Linked DNA regions of Sus scrofa: all the other regions are linked to region 3. The links are chromatin contacts, called in public Hi-C and HiChIP or PLAC-seq maps. All regions are on one chromosome and are shown on one strand. The core of a region is the stretch at or near the end of the contact, and the rest is flanking DNA. Distances in the headings are between cores, read along the strand shown. Region 1 has its middle 230 kb from the start of HES1. Region 2 has its middle 33 kb from the start of CPN2. Region 3 holds the start of HES1 (hes family bHLH transcription factor 1). Region 4 has its middle 180 kb from the start of HES1. Region 5 has its middle 140 kb from the start of HES1.

Region 1 (2,700 bases), core at 35-2,534, 230 kb before region 3:
GCTCTGATTGCAGAAGAAGCAGGAGGTGGTCAGGAGCCCACTCTCTAGGACATTTCTTCCATGTCCCCCACCAACCCCCGTCCCCCACCAACCCCCGTCCCCCTCAGCCGCCCCACAAAAGACATTGAGGTTGAAACCAATGGCTCCAATCTAAGGCCTAAGATAGCAGAAGGCAGGAGAGGAGGGCTCACCACCCCCACCCCCCTCCTGGTGGGAGTGACAGCCCTAGGGCCCGAAATGCATCTCTGTCCCCTTGGCAAGTGCTTACCCTTCCATCCCAAGCTGGCTGCGTGCCTGGGCTTCCCCACTTCCTGACCCCACAGGAGAAGAACAGAGGTCTCTACAATGGTAAAAGAAGCAACAGGAAGCAAGCTTGGAGCTGTGGGTCCTCTCCGTCCTGGGAACATATTCCCAGCTGCGGAGCACGCACTGCATGCAGCTGAAACGTTCTGTAACCACCTCTAGCTCCAGATTCCAACAGGCAGACGTGTCTGGATACCACATGTCTGGCATCTTAGAGATTTCATTTTCCAACTGAAAATATAAACATCAGAATAAGGGAAAAGCTGAATTCATTCACTGCTTATTCGATGGAGAGTTTGCTTTGAGATTTATTAATTTTTAAACATCAAAAGGTAAAAGAGAACCTAAAAACCCCTAAAAGGTCCCATACTCTCCAAGCAACCTGTGGCCTGATGCCAGGGTTAGGCCTGTCTTAAACAGGTGAGACTTGACCTCTCAAAAGATATATTTCAGCAGAGAAATCAAGGCGAGAACATGATACAATTTGAGCAGATGAAGAACGTGAACAAAAGAAGTTGCCTGGCTCTTAGAAAACATTGTTTTGGAAGATTATTCAGACTTGCAATTTAATACCAGATGTTGGCATCTGGAGAGAACCTGATTTGACAATCTGGCAGGAAATATGAACAAAACGCAAATGGCAGTTTAAAAAAAAAAACGTTTAAGAAAGGATTGCCGCAATGGCTCCGTGGAGCAGTCCTGGAATATTAGAAAGCCAGAGTTTATCACCCATGAAGCTTGAGTGGCAGCAAGTGCAGTCTGGGCCCAGGAAAGTACCTGAGAGTGAGGAAAAGAAGGTTGTCTGGTGAGAAAAATCCAAGGTGGGGAAGTGGGCCTGGGGGTATGGCTGGTCCTTGGGATGTGGCTGCAGGGCCCGGAGAAAATGGCCCTCCCAACGTGCTATTAAAGCAGCTGTGGTTGGGCTCAGCCTGACAGCTAGGCGCTGGCAGCCTGCACAGGAAGCTGGCCGGCCCCGCCATCGACACAGCGGGAACAGACAGCACTTTCCCAAGCTCCGGATTCCAGGACACGCCACTGCAGACGCATTCTAGTGGCCTGCCAGTGCAGGCTCACGCACTCTCTTCTCAACCAGACAGAATGTTGATACTGCACCCTCCTATGTGTGGCTTGAAATTCTTTTTTTTTTTTTTTTTTTTTTTGTCTTTTTGCCTTTTTCTAGGGCCACTCCTGCAGCATATAGAGATTCCCAGGCTAGGGGTCGAATCGGAGCTGTAGCCACTGGCCTACGCCAGAGCCACAGCAACGTGGGATCCAAGCCATGTCTGCGACCTACACCACAGCTAACAGCAACGCCGGATCCTTAACCCACTGAACAAGGCCAGGGATCGAACCCGCAACCCCATGGTTCCTAGTGGATCCGTTAACCACTGCGCCACAACGGGAACTTCAGCTAGAAATTCATTTTAAAACATTTTTTTTTTTAAAGTATAACATCAATGCAGTAAAATCAGATCTTAAGTGCTTGATCAGACTTGACAAACGAATACACTCATGTGTCTCAGACCCCAGTCAAGACACAGGGCATGTCTAGGACCCCCAGAAGTGTCCTTCACGCCCTCTCCTAGTCAATGCCCCTGCACATGCATACACGCAGCATGAAGCAATCAACCACTGATCCAGTTTCTGCCACCACAGATGGGAGCCACTATTCTAGAACTTCATACACATGGAATCATATCACGTACCCTCTTTTGTGTCTGGCTTCCTTCCCTCAGTATGTTCTGAAATTCATGCATGTTGTTGCATGCATCAACAGTACATTCCTTTTTCTCTTTCTTTCTGAGTAGTATTTTATCAAATGGATGTACTGCAAATACGGTAATGTGGTGTTCATCCATTCACCTGTAGTCAGACATCTGGGATGTATCCAGTTTTTAGCTATTATGAATAAAAACTTCCAGGAATATCTCTCTAGAAGTCATGTAAATACATTCCGCCAGAGTAAATACTTAGGAATAGAATTGGTGGGCCATGGGGTAGATGGATGTTCAATTTTTAAAGAAACTGCCAAACAGACTTCCGAGGTGGCTGTTCAGAAATTCACATTTAAAATGTGTTTATCATGGAGTTCCCACTGTGGCTCAGCAGGTTAAAGACCTGACATAGTCTGCAAGGATGCAGTTTCATTCCCTGGTTTTGCTCAGTGGGTTAAGGATCTGGTCTTGCCACAGGCTATGATGTAGGTCATAGATGTGGCTGGAATGCGGTGTTGCCATGGCTGTGGTGTGGACCAGCAGCTGCAGCTCCAATCTGACTCCTAGCCTGGGAACTTCCATATGCTGCAGGTACAGCTGTAAAAAGGAAAATAATTAAAAAAAATTTTTTTTAAGTGTGCCTAACACAATGGTCCCTGTGCTGCAGGGTATGTGAAATCCT
Region 2 (2,700 bases), core at 90-2,589, 170 kb after region 3:
GGCTTGAAACAGCTTGGGTTGGTAATATCTGCTTAAAAGGACAGACTGAATGAGGATGTGGTTCTAATGCAGTGACCCATGTGAGAGGAAACACAAGTGTTGGTATTAGCCAGATAAGAGATTGGACCCCAACCTAAATGTCCATTGACATTTCAATGGATTAAGAAGATGTGGTATATATACACAATGGAATATTACTCAGCCATAAAAAAGAACAAAATAATGCCATTTGCAGCAACATGGATGGAACTAGAGACTCTCATGAGTGAGGTAAGTCAGAAAGAGAAAGACAAATACATTATGATATCAATTATATATGGAATCTAATATACCGCACAAATGAACCTTTCCACAGAAAAGAAACTCATGGACTTGAAGAACAGACTTGTGGTTGCCAAGGGGGAGGGGGAGGGAGTGGAATGGACTGGGAATTTGGGGTTAATAGATGCAAACTATTGCCTTTGTAATGGATAAGCAATGAGATCCTGCTGTATAGCACTGGGAACTATATCTAGTCACTTATGATGGAGCATGATAATGTGAGAAAAAAAGAGTGTATATATCTATGTGTGACTGGGTCACCTTGCTGTACAGTAAAAAACTGACAGAATACTATAAACCAGCTATAATGAAAAAAATGGAAATCATTTTTTAAAAATAAAAAATAAAAATAAAAGGACAGACTGAATGAGGATGAGGTTCTAATGCAGTAACCCAGGTGAGAGGAAAAGCATGAGTGTTGCTATTCGCCAGACGAGAGGTTGGATCCCAACTCTGCTCACTTCTATGTGACTTCAGACACTTTAGACTCAGCTTTCTTTGAGCATCAGCTTTCTCATCTGTGACATGGAGGCAGTACCTCCTTCCTAGTGACGCCACATGAAGATCCAGTACAGATTCGGCACAGAGCACTGCTCCCCCAGCCTCATTCTTTCCTCCTTCCCTGTCATCTGGGTAGCATTTTGCATTCAGTGGCCTCAGAGCAGAAAACGTGCCTGAAGCCTCCCAAATGGGGTAGAAGTGCATTCTGCTTCTCATCAGGTGGAGAGAGGCAGGGAGGACAAGGTAACAGGCCACCCGGCAGGGACAGGGGTAAGTCATTCCGCTGGCTCCCTCTGCAACTCAGAGGACACACCCTCCCTCCCTCCATCCCTCCAACCCTTCCACCAGCAGGCATGAACATGAGCTTTCTGAGAGTAAACAGACAATAAATCACTAGCTGGGCTCCCCACCACACCCCCCCCACCCGCCCCCAAAAGCAGCATCATTCAAGACCTCAGGCGGAGAGGGCACGTGCTTGGAGTCTGCAATGTGGAAGCGAGCATTCCTCAGGAAACAGCCCAGCCAGTTTCCCTGGGGCCTTTGGAGTAAGTCCCAGGGACCCTGCCAGCCCCACCTGGAGGGACTTAAACTACAGCACAGGGCTTCGGGCAAGGTGGGAACAGGATTTCCTGATGGTGAGCCTGGAATAGGCGACTGAGGTTACAGACAGAATCTTTTTTCTCTGGGTTTTATGAAACTGATAGGAATTGGAGGCAGAGACCCAGAAAACAGGAAACGTCTACACACACACACACACACACACACACACACACACACACACACACACAGATACATGTTACATAACCCAAAGAGAGGGAAAGAGGCACTCCCAGTGGAGTAGGGTCAGAGTCTCTGTCAACACGGAAAACAGAACTGTGGCGGGGACACGTCAAAGTCCTGAACCTATGTCCCACTCTACTCTGGTCACTCTTCTGCTAACTGCCCAGTGGCTCTGGGTCCTCCCTCCTGCCCTGCCCTAATTTCTTACCCACACGACAAGAGTTCGAATCCCCTTGCTCCTCCTCAAGCATCTGCTTCCTAAGTCCCTGACTTCCCACTGGGCTCTGGCCAGATGCACTGCCAAGGCAACTGGGAAACTGGCCCAAACACTCGGCTCCCTGGATCCCCTTGGCTGCCACCCACCTGCCAGACTCTCTGAGATCCAATCTGGGGCTCAGCCCTTTACTTTCAGAAGCTATGCTGGAAGGTGCCTGATCCGTCCTGATCTGCTACACCTCTTCCCTGGCCTTCAGTCCCCTGAGGGGGCCCATACCAGGCAGGTGAACTCCTCTCTGAGCCCTAGGGTGGCTGTTTCCAGCCAGCATCCTGCTGTGTCTGCTGCTCCAGGGTCAGGCTGAACCTTGGAAGGATAGCTGCCTCTGGCAAGGGGTCTGCTCATCTGGATTCTAAGAGAGACTAATATTCGCCAAATTAAGCCAACTGGCTCCCCTTGGAACCCAGCCATCACACCTTCAACGCTGCCTAAGCGTGTCCAACCTGGCACCCAGCAGCAGTTCTGACGGATTCATTTGAGACGGGCTCTGTTGAGAACCAGCTATGTAACCTTGAGCAAGTCCCTTCCCTCGTTTTCCCCATCTAGGCTGGCCTGGATCACTGCCACCTGCCCACTGTTGACCATCTGTGTCTCTCTCTTCTTCTGTGGCTGCAGGGAATGCCCACCCCACATGGTCAGGAGGGGCAGGGTTGTGAAATGGAAGAACTAGGAACAGACACTCAGGGTCAAGGTCAGAGCAGGAATGAAGCCTGCTTCCTGCTTCTCAGAATGACCTCCTCTCTTCCTCTTGGAGGTGTGAGCTGCCGAAGTCAGAAGGGTCACCAGGCATCATCCAGACCAGAGGTGTTCATGCTGATTTTACC
Region 3 (2,700 bases), core at 85-2,584:
CCCGGCCCGGCCGCAGCCGCGGCGGCAATAAAACATCCTGGCACGTGCTTCGGCTCCAGGCGCGCCCTCGCCGGCCGGCTGATGTCAAACTGCAGCTCGGCTGGTGTAGCTCTTAAAGGGCCCGCGCGCGACGGGTGTCGAGGTTGCCCTGGTCGCTCGCGGGGCGAGAAGGAGGGAGCGGCTGCCACTCGGCTCGCCACCTCTATGTGCAGCAAAACTGAGAGCCCACGGGTGGAAAGGGAAAGGGTGGCCAGGACGCGCGCGCGTCCCTGAGGCATTGCCATCAAAGCCCTCCTTGTTCATCTTTCATTTGAAATTCCATTTCCTTTCTGCTCAGTTGGAAATTATTCTGATTGTTTCCTGGGGAAGCGCTAGGTTCAAGGCCTCAACTCCGTAACAGAAATGAGAGACAGGCTGGGGTAGGGGTGGAGGGCGGGGATCAAAAACCACTTTGCTCTGAAAAACCTGCAAATGTAAGTAAGATGGAGGCACTTTTTCCTTTTCTGCATGCAGAAAGGAATTTTGTCCTTTTTCTGCATGGTCGACTTTCACCCCCCACCCCCGGAATGTGCGGAGTCTGAGCGGGAAATCACTTAGATGTTTCTGTAAGTCACACCCTTGCACATGTTCCCCCTTTTTCTTTTAACCATGCAATTATAATCTTTTATCCCTGTCCTTCTAAACCTTTTTAAAAATATATTTCAAGTGAACTTATTAGTGTCAAAGCAGCTCTATTACACGCGAATGGAAATAAGCAGCAAAGACCCCAGCCTCCAAAGAAATAAACTAGAGTAGATCAAACCCAATGCAGAAAAATCCTCTCTAAAGCAAAGCCCAGTAGGGAGAGTAACAAAGGGTTAAAATCCTTTTGATTGACGTTGTAGCCTCTGGTGCCCCGGGCTCAGGCGCGCGCCATTGGCCGCCAGGCCTTGTGCCTGGCGGCCAATGGGGGGGCGCGGTCCACGAGCGGTGCCGCGTGTCTCCTCCTCCCATTGGCTGAAAGTTACTGTGGGAAAGAAAGTTTGGGAAGTTTCACACGAGCCGTTCGCGTGCAGTCCCAGATATATATAGAGGCCGCCAGGGCCTGAGGATCACACTGGATCCGGGAGCTGGTGCTGATAACAGCGGAATCCCCCGTCTACCTCTCTCCTTGGTCCTGGAATTGCGCTACCGATCACCAAGTAGCCATAAGATATAATAAACCTTCAGCACTTGCTCAGTAGCTTTGCGAAAGTCTCAAGTAAAAGAGACATAAACAAAACAATTTTTTTTGGTGTGAAGAACTCCAAAAATAAAATTCTCTAGGGATTAAAAAAAAAAAAAAAAAAAAAAAAACAGAAAATGCCAGCTGATATAATGGAGAAAAATTCCTCGTCCCCGGTGGCTGCTACCCCAGCCAGTGTCAACACGACACCGGATAAACCAAAGACAGCATCTGAGCACAGAAAGGTAAGGGCAATACCTGTATCTCTCCACAGCCCCTAAGAGATTAAGTCGGGATGGGTGGGGGCTCCTTTCTCCCTTTAAACCCTGGGGTGAAATGTCAAGTCTCATGGGAACTCAGGGCTCTTTTTCCTCCCCCCTCCCCTTTTACAGTCATCAAAGCCCATCATGGAGAAAAGACGAAGAGCAAGAATAAATGAAAGTCTGAGCCAGCTGAAAACACTGATTTTGGATGCTCTTAAAAAAGATGTAAGTGGGTAATATTGCCTTTTTTAATTAAAAAAATTGAAATACTATTTCTTTGGTATTAAGAACCAAACCCCTTTGTCAGCGAGATCTCCCCCGCCTGCACTGCGTTCCCTTAGGCGGGAGGGCTGGGTCTACTCTACCCGGGGTCTGGGGGATGTTGGCGACGCGGCGGAGAGGAGGGACCCCCCACCCCCAGCACTCCGAGGCCGCTGGCAGTCTCTCACGTTCCTCCCTTGCCTCCTTTTCTGTGCAGAGCTCGAGGCATTCCAAGCTGGAGAAGGCGGACATTCTGGAAATGACAGTGAAGCACCTCCGGAACCTGCAGCGGGCGCAGATGACGGGTGAGGGCGGCTGGCCGCGTCCCCCTCTGCGGGCGTCCCTCTCGCCCCGCGGTGATTTCTTCCAGACTTCCGCCCGTGGTTGTGAGAGGCATTCAGCTACATTTTACTGCCTTGGCTCATTCTTGCGTTCCCACGGTCTGGGGCTTATTTATAGCCACAACTCCAAGTTGTTACTGTTCCGGAAAGGGAGGGAGAGAGGTTGTAGTGGCGAGGGCGGCGGGCGGCTTGGCCAGGGGGAAGCGGGTGGGGGCGAAAAGACTTAGAAGCGTGGCGGTCTTTAAGCTGCGCGGAGCCTGGGGTCATCTGGTTTAGCACTCCACTACAGAAGGAAAAATAAGGCTTGGTGGTGGAGAAGGGGGGAAGGGCATTATCCAAGGTCAAATCGCGCGGGGGTTAGGGGGAGGCAGATCTGAGGTTGAGATCGGTTTAAATGGAGCGACTGAGAGCAGAGAGGGAGCGTCTCGGCTTTGGTCGCCAAGCTAGGATGGAGAAGCGATTGTTTTTTCCTAAGCCCATCCTAGTAGCCAGAGGCAGTTCTACGGGCGGGTGGTCAGGGAGGCGCACTGCGGGGACCTCCCAGGGCGGAGGAGGTGGCCTCGGGGCCAGGGACGTTCGGTGACCCGTCTGTCTCCTGGCCCGCAGCCGCGCTAAGCACAGACCCGAGCGT
Region 4 (2,700 bases), core at 115-2,614, 180 kb before region 3:
TATATTTTTGAGTTATGGTTTTCTCTGGATATATGCCCAGGAATGAGATTGCTAGATCATATGGCAACACTATTTTTTACATTTTTAAAGAACCTCCATACTGCTTTTCATAGTGGCTGCACCAATTTACATCCCCAAAGTGTAGGAAGGTTCCCTTTTCTCCATACCCTCTCCGACATTTAATATTTATGGTCATTTTACTAATGGCCATTTCAACTGGTATGAGATGATACCACATTGTAGTTTTGAGTTGCCAAAATGCCAAGGACTTTTAATCAGGAATCTTGAGTCGGAATCTGAGCTCTATCACTATATATTACGTCACCTTCATTTTCTGAACCTCAGTGCCTTCATCTCTAAAATGATGTTGATATCACCCATGCCACCCACATCACAGAATTAGAACAGGTTGGATCAGTTAGGAGTGTGTTTGGCTGCAAGTAACAAGAGAATGGATTATGACAGCCTCAACAAATAAGAGTGTATTTGTCTCACACAAGGACAGGTTGAGGTAGACAGTCCAGGGAATGCAGCTCAATGATGCCTTTGGGGACCCCGGTTATTTCTGTATCTTTGCCATGACATCCGTGCCATATTGGTTCTCTTCCTCATCCTTGTCATCTCTTGGTCCAAAGATGGCCAGTGTAACTACAACAGTATATAGAGATTTAGGAAGTAAGTGCAAAAGGCAGAAGCCCTTCTCTTTGTGAGTTGCTGTTAGATGATTATCCTTACCTGTCTTTAGACACTGCAGGTACTTGCCCACATTCACATCAATCAATGGCCAAGGGAACTGAGATTACCGTGATTGGTTTAGGCTCATCATCATCATCTTCTGGCCCTGGGGTAGGAAATCTAATACTGAAATCAAAGACTCTTTGTGCTACCAGAACAACTCAGGGCTGGGGCAGCCGGGATGATGGGATGGCTCTTGGGTCAGCAACTAACAGGTTTTATCCAGGGCAAACCAGGATAAAGTAGAGGTCTTCAAAGTGTGGTCCCCGCATCAGCAACATCTGGAAATGTGTTGGAAATGCATATTCTCAGGCCCAAATCCAGACCTCCTGAGTCAGAAACGCTGGAATGGACCCAGCAATCTGTAATTTAACACACTCTCCAGGTGATTCTGATGCCTGGAGAATCAGGGAATCTCAGGGTTGAGACCCCCTGGGAAAAAATTGTTCCTTCACTACAGCCCCTGCCATCCTTCGGTCCCACACACACATCCTGGATCAGAGCCACAAAGAACTCCTGCCCGTGGCTTGGGCTTGCCCTGTAGCCTCAAGGCTTCCACTCAACGCCTACTGCCCGAAATGCCCCCCCTTCCCTTTTCTGCCTGTTGAACTTTATTCTTCTGTAAATAATTAAACAACCAAAATTGGCCCTCTCAGAGTGTTCATGGAATAGGGCATGAAACCCATTGGCATTCCATAACTGTCTGTTAAAAAATGAATACAAGAATGCCGAGTTTTCATGCTTCCTCTACCAAGAGGCATCTCTAAGTTTTCCTTTCTAACCCGACAGCATTTTGCTTGCATTTCTAATTTCTCAGTCTGTTCTGTGATGAGGGATACATCTGCCACTGTCTTCCTACAAATGTGTGAACTACCAAAGCCGAGGCCAGGTCAAGCTCATCTCCTTATTCTCCACAGAAACCAGCATAAGGTCCGACTCTTAGTAAGGGCTGAAAAATGGCATACATGGAATTGAACTTTCCAACATGAAATGTACATAGAATTGAGCTATGTAACATGAAATGTGCACATGCACTTCAAAGAACTGGATTTTTCAATTAGCTGGTGAATCCTACCATTTTTAATCAACAAAAGTCTATTTCATACTAGTGCTATTGATGTAGAAGCAAACTTTCCTTTGGATCATGCTAGTGGGTTTTACCTTGCCCAGTGCTTAGCTAATCCAATTCTGAGAATACAGCGTCACTGCTGGATGTTGAAATGGAGCCATTTGGGGAAGCTGAGCGGAAAACCTCCCAGTAGGAGTTATTTACGCACCTGCTGGATTGCCTATAATAAACGACACCGGCCAACTTGCAGAGTGATCTCCTCACACACCCTGTACTCTGACCATGCCCTCCGTGCCTGAATTTATTGGGTGACTTCCAAGAAGGTTTGGAAATTAAACATATTTTGCAGCCTCCAGAAAATACCAAGGGACCACTTTCAAAGTGACACTGAGCCATAGATAATTACATTTCTTTTAAAAAGTCTTTAAAGGAACACCTTTTGACAATAAATTTGAAGTGTTGGGGGAATGGATAGCAAGGGTTAGAAGGAGGGATGAGAGAGAAAATGTGACCATGGTTAATAAAAACTGGGCTTTCAAGGCAAATAACGCCACAGGTTTAAAAAAAAATCTTATAAATAGCAAAGAAGGCAATAATAATATAGTGAATGACTCTGTCACTCCCCTTTGCCTCCTTACATATTCTTCAGCATTTTCTGGGCATTCATTCCAAACAACTAACCTGCAAAGATTTACAGAATATCTTCTTTTTGATGGGCACAGCCTCAGAGAGGCAAAAAGAGAAAAAAAAAAACAAAACAAGCAAACAAACAAACAAAAAACACCAAAAGAACGGCTGCATTTTCTTACATTGTTTTAGCTTTTAAGAATTTAAAAATTGCTGGAGTTCCCATCGTGGCTCAGTGGTGAACGAATCCGACTAGGAACCATGAGGTT
Region 5 (2,700 bases), core at 26-2,525, 140 kb before region 3:
GAAAGACAGAGGGAGCCCAAATCCAAGCGCTTTACTGAGTACAAGCAAGAGTGAGAGAGGAGAGGAGGAGGAAGGATTGCTTTTAGTCATTGGCAGTGAGATAAGGAGCAGTCCAGGAAGCTTTCAGGAGGGGATGACACTGTTAAGACTTGAGTGCTGGCAGGATTTCAGCAGCTGCAGATAGAACTTTCCAGATCAAGGAAATGGCCTGGGAAGGTGACCTTGTTTTCACATAGTATAGAGGTTCTGCACTGCTGCTCTCCCGTTCCTTAGAGAAAGAACACAAAACGGAAGGTGAAAGGAGCTGGGCCTGGAGTACCTGGGACTGCCTGTAGAGGTTCTTTCTGTTTAAATGTGCCTTCCTCTCGCTATCCAGTCTGTCTTATGAAAACTACTCTTCAAGCCCCAGCCCTCATCACTCTCCTTCCCAGGACAAGACACTCTGTCTTTTCCAGGCAGGACTGGCTGTCCTGGCTACTGCACTCTCACTGCTCCCTGTCAGTTCTAGAACATCAGGGAAACTCAGAAGTCAGGTACCTAGGCTCTGGCACCTTTCTGCCTGGGTTCAAATCCCAGCTCAGTCATTGACTTCCGAGTTGTCTCAAGCAAGTCACTGGCCCTCTGTGGACCTTCCTTTTACGATCTGTAAAATATGATTGTACAGGGACCTCCCTCCAAAAACCTCCCAGAGGATTAAACAAGGTAATGCCCCAAGGCATTAAAGCAGCCCTGCCTTAGTGGCCTGCTTTAATTGTCTGCTACTTCGAGCCTCCCCACCCCCGGCCCTGCTAACTCTTTCAGGACGGTCTGTGCTTGTGACCTTGAGAATCTTGAGGGTCAGGGACACGGCTCTTAATCTCTGAACCAGTCTCTCATCCTGTCTCTCTGCTTCTCTCTCTCCTCATACTTAGAGGTGTCCTGCAAGAGGTGTACAATTACTACCTTCGCAAGGGACGAACAAAATAGGGTCATGAAAAGGGAAAAAAAAAAATTGAGTCAAGCCCAGATGCAAAGAGAGACGAGAGATGGATGGCGAGGAGCTTAGAAACGTCAATGGCGGGATGAGAATCCGCCACACCTTCAGAAGAGAAAAATCCCTATCACCCTTTTTCCATCTCGACACGGGGACAGTGCGAATAGAAATTCATTCCAACAGTAGTTTTCTCGGCCTCGCCAGCGGCCCCGGGCGCTCCCTTTCCCTCCCCCGCGGGGCGGTCCTGCCCTCCCCCGCCAAGGAACGGCCGCGGCCGCAACCCTGACCTCGGCTCCCACGCGGGGCAACAGCCGGGCAGCCGGCGGGCGCGCGGGCGGGGCAGGAAGGGGGAGACGCGGCTCCGGGCGCCCGATCCTTAACTGCAGCTTCCAAACCCCTGCCCGATCCTAATCAGTGTGGGAAAGGAGCACAGGCCGGCCCGCCGGCCGGAGCCGCCGCCTCTTTTCATAAACTTTATCGCCGCGCGCAGCCGCTGATAAAGCACCGTAAATAAACGAGCGCGGGGTGTGCGGCGGCCCCAGGCTGCCTGCGCCCGCCCGCCCGGCCGGCCCCGCCGCCCCCGGGGAAATGAATCACACGCCGCCCGCCGACTTGGAAAGAGTTGCCGGCTCTCCTCCTCTCCAGACCAGCGCCATAAATCATCAGGCGTTCCTCCCCTCCCCAGAACCCCCTCACCTTTTGTTTTATGGATTCAATTAAAAAAAAAAAAAAAGCACAGGAGTTTTCTTTCTGGCTACCAGGCCACCCCTCCTCGTCCGGGGAGTTAAGTGTGTTGCCCTGGGTTATCCTCTTGCCTCAGGTCAAACTCCTCGGTCCTGGCTCCGACTGGGGCCAGTGCCTGTTTGCACAAATCCCCTTGGGCTCCTGCACAACTTCGGGTGGGCTGGAGCCGGGACCGGGAGTGGAGAGGCGAGACTTGAAGTCTCTGGTGGCAGGTGATGAGAACAGGTTCCCACAAAAGTGGACTTGGGCGCGCGCATGTGTGGATGCATAGCTGGCTTCGGCCAAGTCCTAGGAGGGGCTCTGGATTCGAGGCTGGGCCGGCACCCAAAGAATTTAGAGGTCAGGGGACTAGGGTCTGTGCAGTGTCCTGCCTGCAGAGGAAGCGAGGGTGCCTCCTGCACGTCAGTGAAAGTGTGTTCAAAAGTCCCTTACATGCCGTTGGCACAGATCTTTTGATCTGCATTCTTAAGTTCTTGAAATTTTGCTGCAGGGGGGTGGGGGTGGGGGCTGTTGGTGGGGGGGGGTGTAGTGGGGCGGGGGTGGTTGAGTGTGGGGGGTGGTGCACATTAACCCACAATACAATTTGGAGATGGAAGTTTGACAGCAGACTCCCTGAGTATGAACAAAGACAGAAAGATAGGGTGTGCAGAGCAGCTGAAGCACATGGCTCAGTCACAAGACCAGGTCTCTTGTCCAGCTCTGCTACCTCCTGGCTCTGGGCCCTAGGCAGCCGCCCCTTGCTGGTTTCATCATCTGTCTGTCTGAGTGAATAATATACATTAAGAGGTCCTCCAACTTTCCTAGTTTGTAGAAAATAGCATCCTTCTTATGAATCACATTTCTGAGGTGTCTTATCACAGGTCCCCCTGAAGAAACACTGTTTTGTCCCCTTAGAAGACATCAGGGGTAGTTTCTGTGACTGACCCCTTCTTAGTGAGCTGAACACCAGACTTAACTCCTTGCTCAAGGAGGTTAGGGAGGTC

What was found. A called contact is a pair of places that touch in the nucleus more often than the background predicts. HiChIP or PLAC-seq counts read pairs in DNA pulled down with a chosen protein or histone mark.
Region 1: a contact with region 3 is called in an H3K27ac HiChIP or PLAC-seq map of skeletal muscle, with 6 times the contacts expected there. The contact joins the enhancer-like site here to the promoter of HES1 in region 3. A contact is called at or near these places in 5 of 47 Hi-C or Micro-C datasets (brain, embryonic fibroblasts, epiblast stem cells and 2 more) and 1 of 2 datasets of contacts at active chromatin or transcription factors (skeletal muscle).
Region 2: a Hi-C map of retroperitoneal adipose tissue shows a contact between it and region 3, with 4 times the contacts expected there. The contact joins the enhancer-like site here to the promoter of HES1 in region 3. A contact is called at or near these places in 2 of 5 promoter capture datasets (fetal liver and liver), 22 of 47 Hi-C or Micro-C datasets (adipose tissue, alveolar macrophages, brain and 12 more) and 2 of 2 datasets of contacts at active chromatin or transcription factors (alveolar macrophages and skeletal muscle).
Region 4: a contact with region 3 is called in a Hi-C map of liver, with 11 times the contacts expected there. The contact joins the enhancer-like site here to the promoter of HES1 in region 3. A contact is called at or near these places in 1 of 5 promoter capture datasets (liver), 5 of 47 Hi-C or Micro-C datasets (embryonic fibroblasts, liver and skeletal muscle) and 2 of 2 datasets of contacts at active chromatin or transcription factors (alveolar macrophages and skeletal muscle).
Region 5: a contact with region 3 is called in an H3K27ac HiChIP or PLAC-seq map of skeletal muscle. The contact joins the enhancer-like site here to the promoter of HES1 in region 3. A contact is called at or near these places in 13 of 47 Hi-C or Micro-C datasets (alveolar macrophages, embryonic fibroblasts, epiblast stem cells and 7 more) and 2 of 2 datasets of contacts at active chromatin or transcription factors (alveolar macrophages and skeletal muscle).

What each region holds. Positions count from the first base shown.
Region 1 is chr13:130,903,952-130,906,651 of Sscrofa11.1, forward strand. No RefSeq gene overlaps it. Among named protein-coding and RNA genes, the nearest start is that of HES1, 230 kb to the right of the region's middle. Within about 2 kb of position 1,285, at least 18 of the 83 cell types and tissues checked have an H3K27ac peak or open chromatin away from gene starts, as enhancers often do. A contact at or near this core is called in embryonic fibroblasts, fetal skeletal muscle and skeletal muscle, where this site is marked.
Region 2 is chr13:131,303,767-131,306,466 of Sscrofa11.1, forward strand. No RefSeq gene overlaps it. Among named protein-coding and RNA genes, the nearest start is that of CPN2, 33 kb to the right of the region's middle. Within about 2 kb of position 1,340, at least 26 of the 83 cell types and tissues checked have an H3K27ac peak or open chromatin away from gene starts, as enhancers often do. A contact at or near this core is called in adipose tissue, fetal liver, liver and 4 more, where this site is marked.
Region 3 is chr13:131,134,636-131,137,335 of Sscrofa11.1, forward strand. It overlaps HES1 (hes family bHLH transcription factor 1), which reads left to right and starts at 1,335. Exons shown (of 4, transcript NM_001195231.1): 1 at 1,335-1,449; 2 at 1,597-1,692; 3 at 1,946-2,033; 4 at 2,676-2,700. The coding sequence starts at 1,342. LOC102164131 (a long non-coding RNA gene) reads right to left here and starts at 944. Exons shown (of 8, transcript XR_002337825.1): 1 at 1-944.
Region 4 is chr13:130,958,902-130,961,601 of Sscrofa11.1, forward strand. No RefSeq gene overlaps it. Among named protein-coding and RNA genes, the nearest start is that of HES1, 180 kb to the right of the region's middle. Within about 2 kb of position 1,365, at least 6 of the 83 cell types and tissues checked have an H3K27ac peak or open chromatin away from gene starts, as enhancers often do. A contact at or near this core is called in liver, where this site is marked.
Region 5 is chr13:130,999,331-131,002,030 of Sscrofa11.1, forward strand. No RefSeq gene overlaps it. Among named protein-coding and RNA genes, the nearest start is that of HES1, 140 kb to the right of the region's middle. Within about 2 kb of position 1,276, at least 43 of the 83 cell types and tissues checked have an H3K27ac peak or open chromatin away from gene starts, as enhancers often do. A contact at or near this core is called in alveolar macrophages, epiblast stem cells, fetal liver and 4 more, where this site is marked.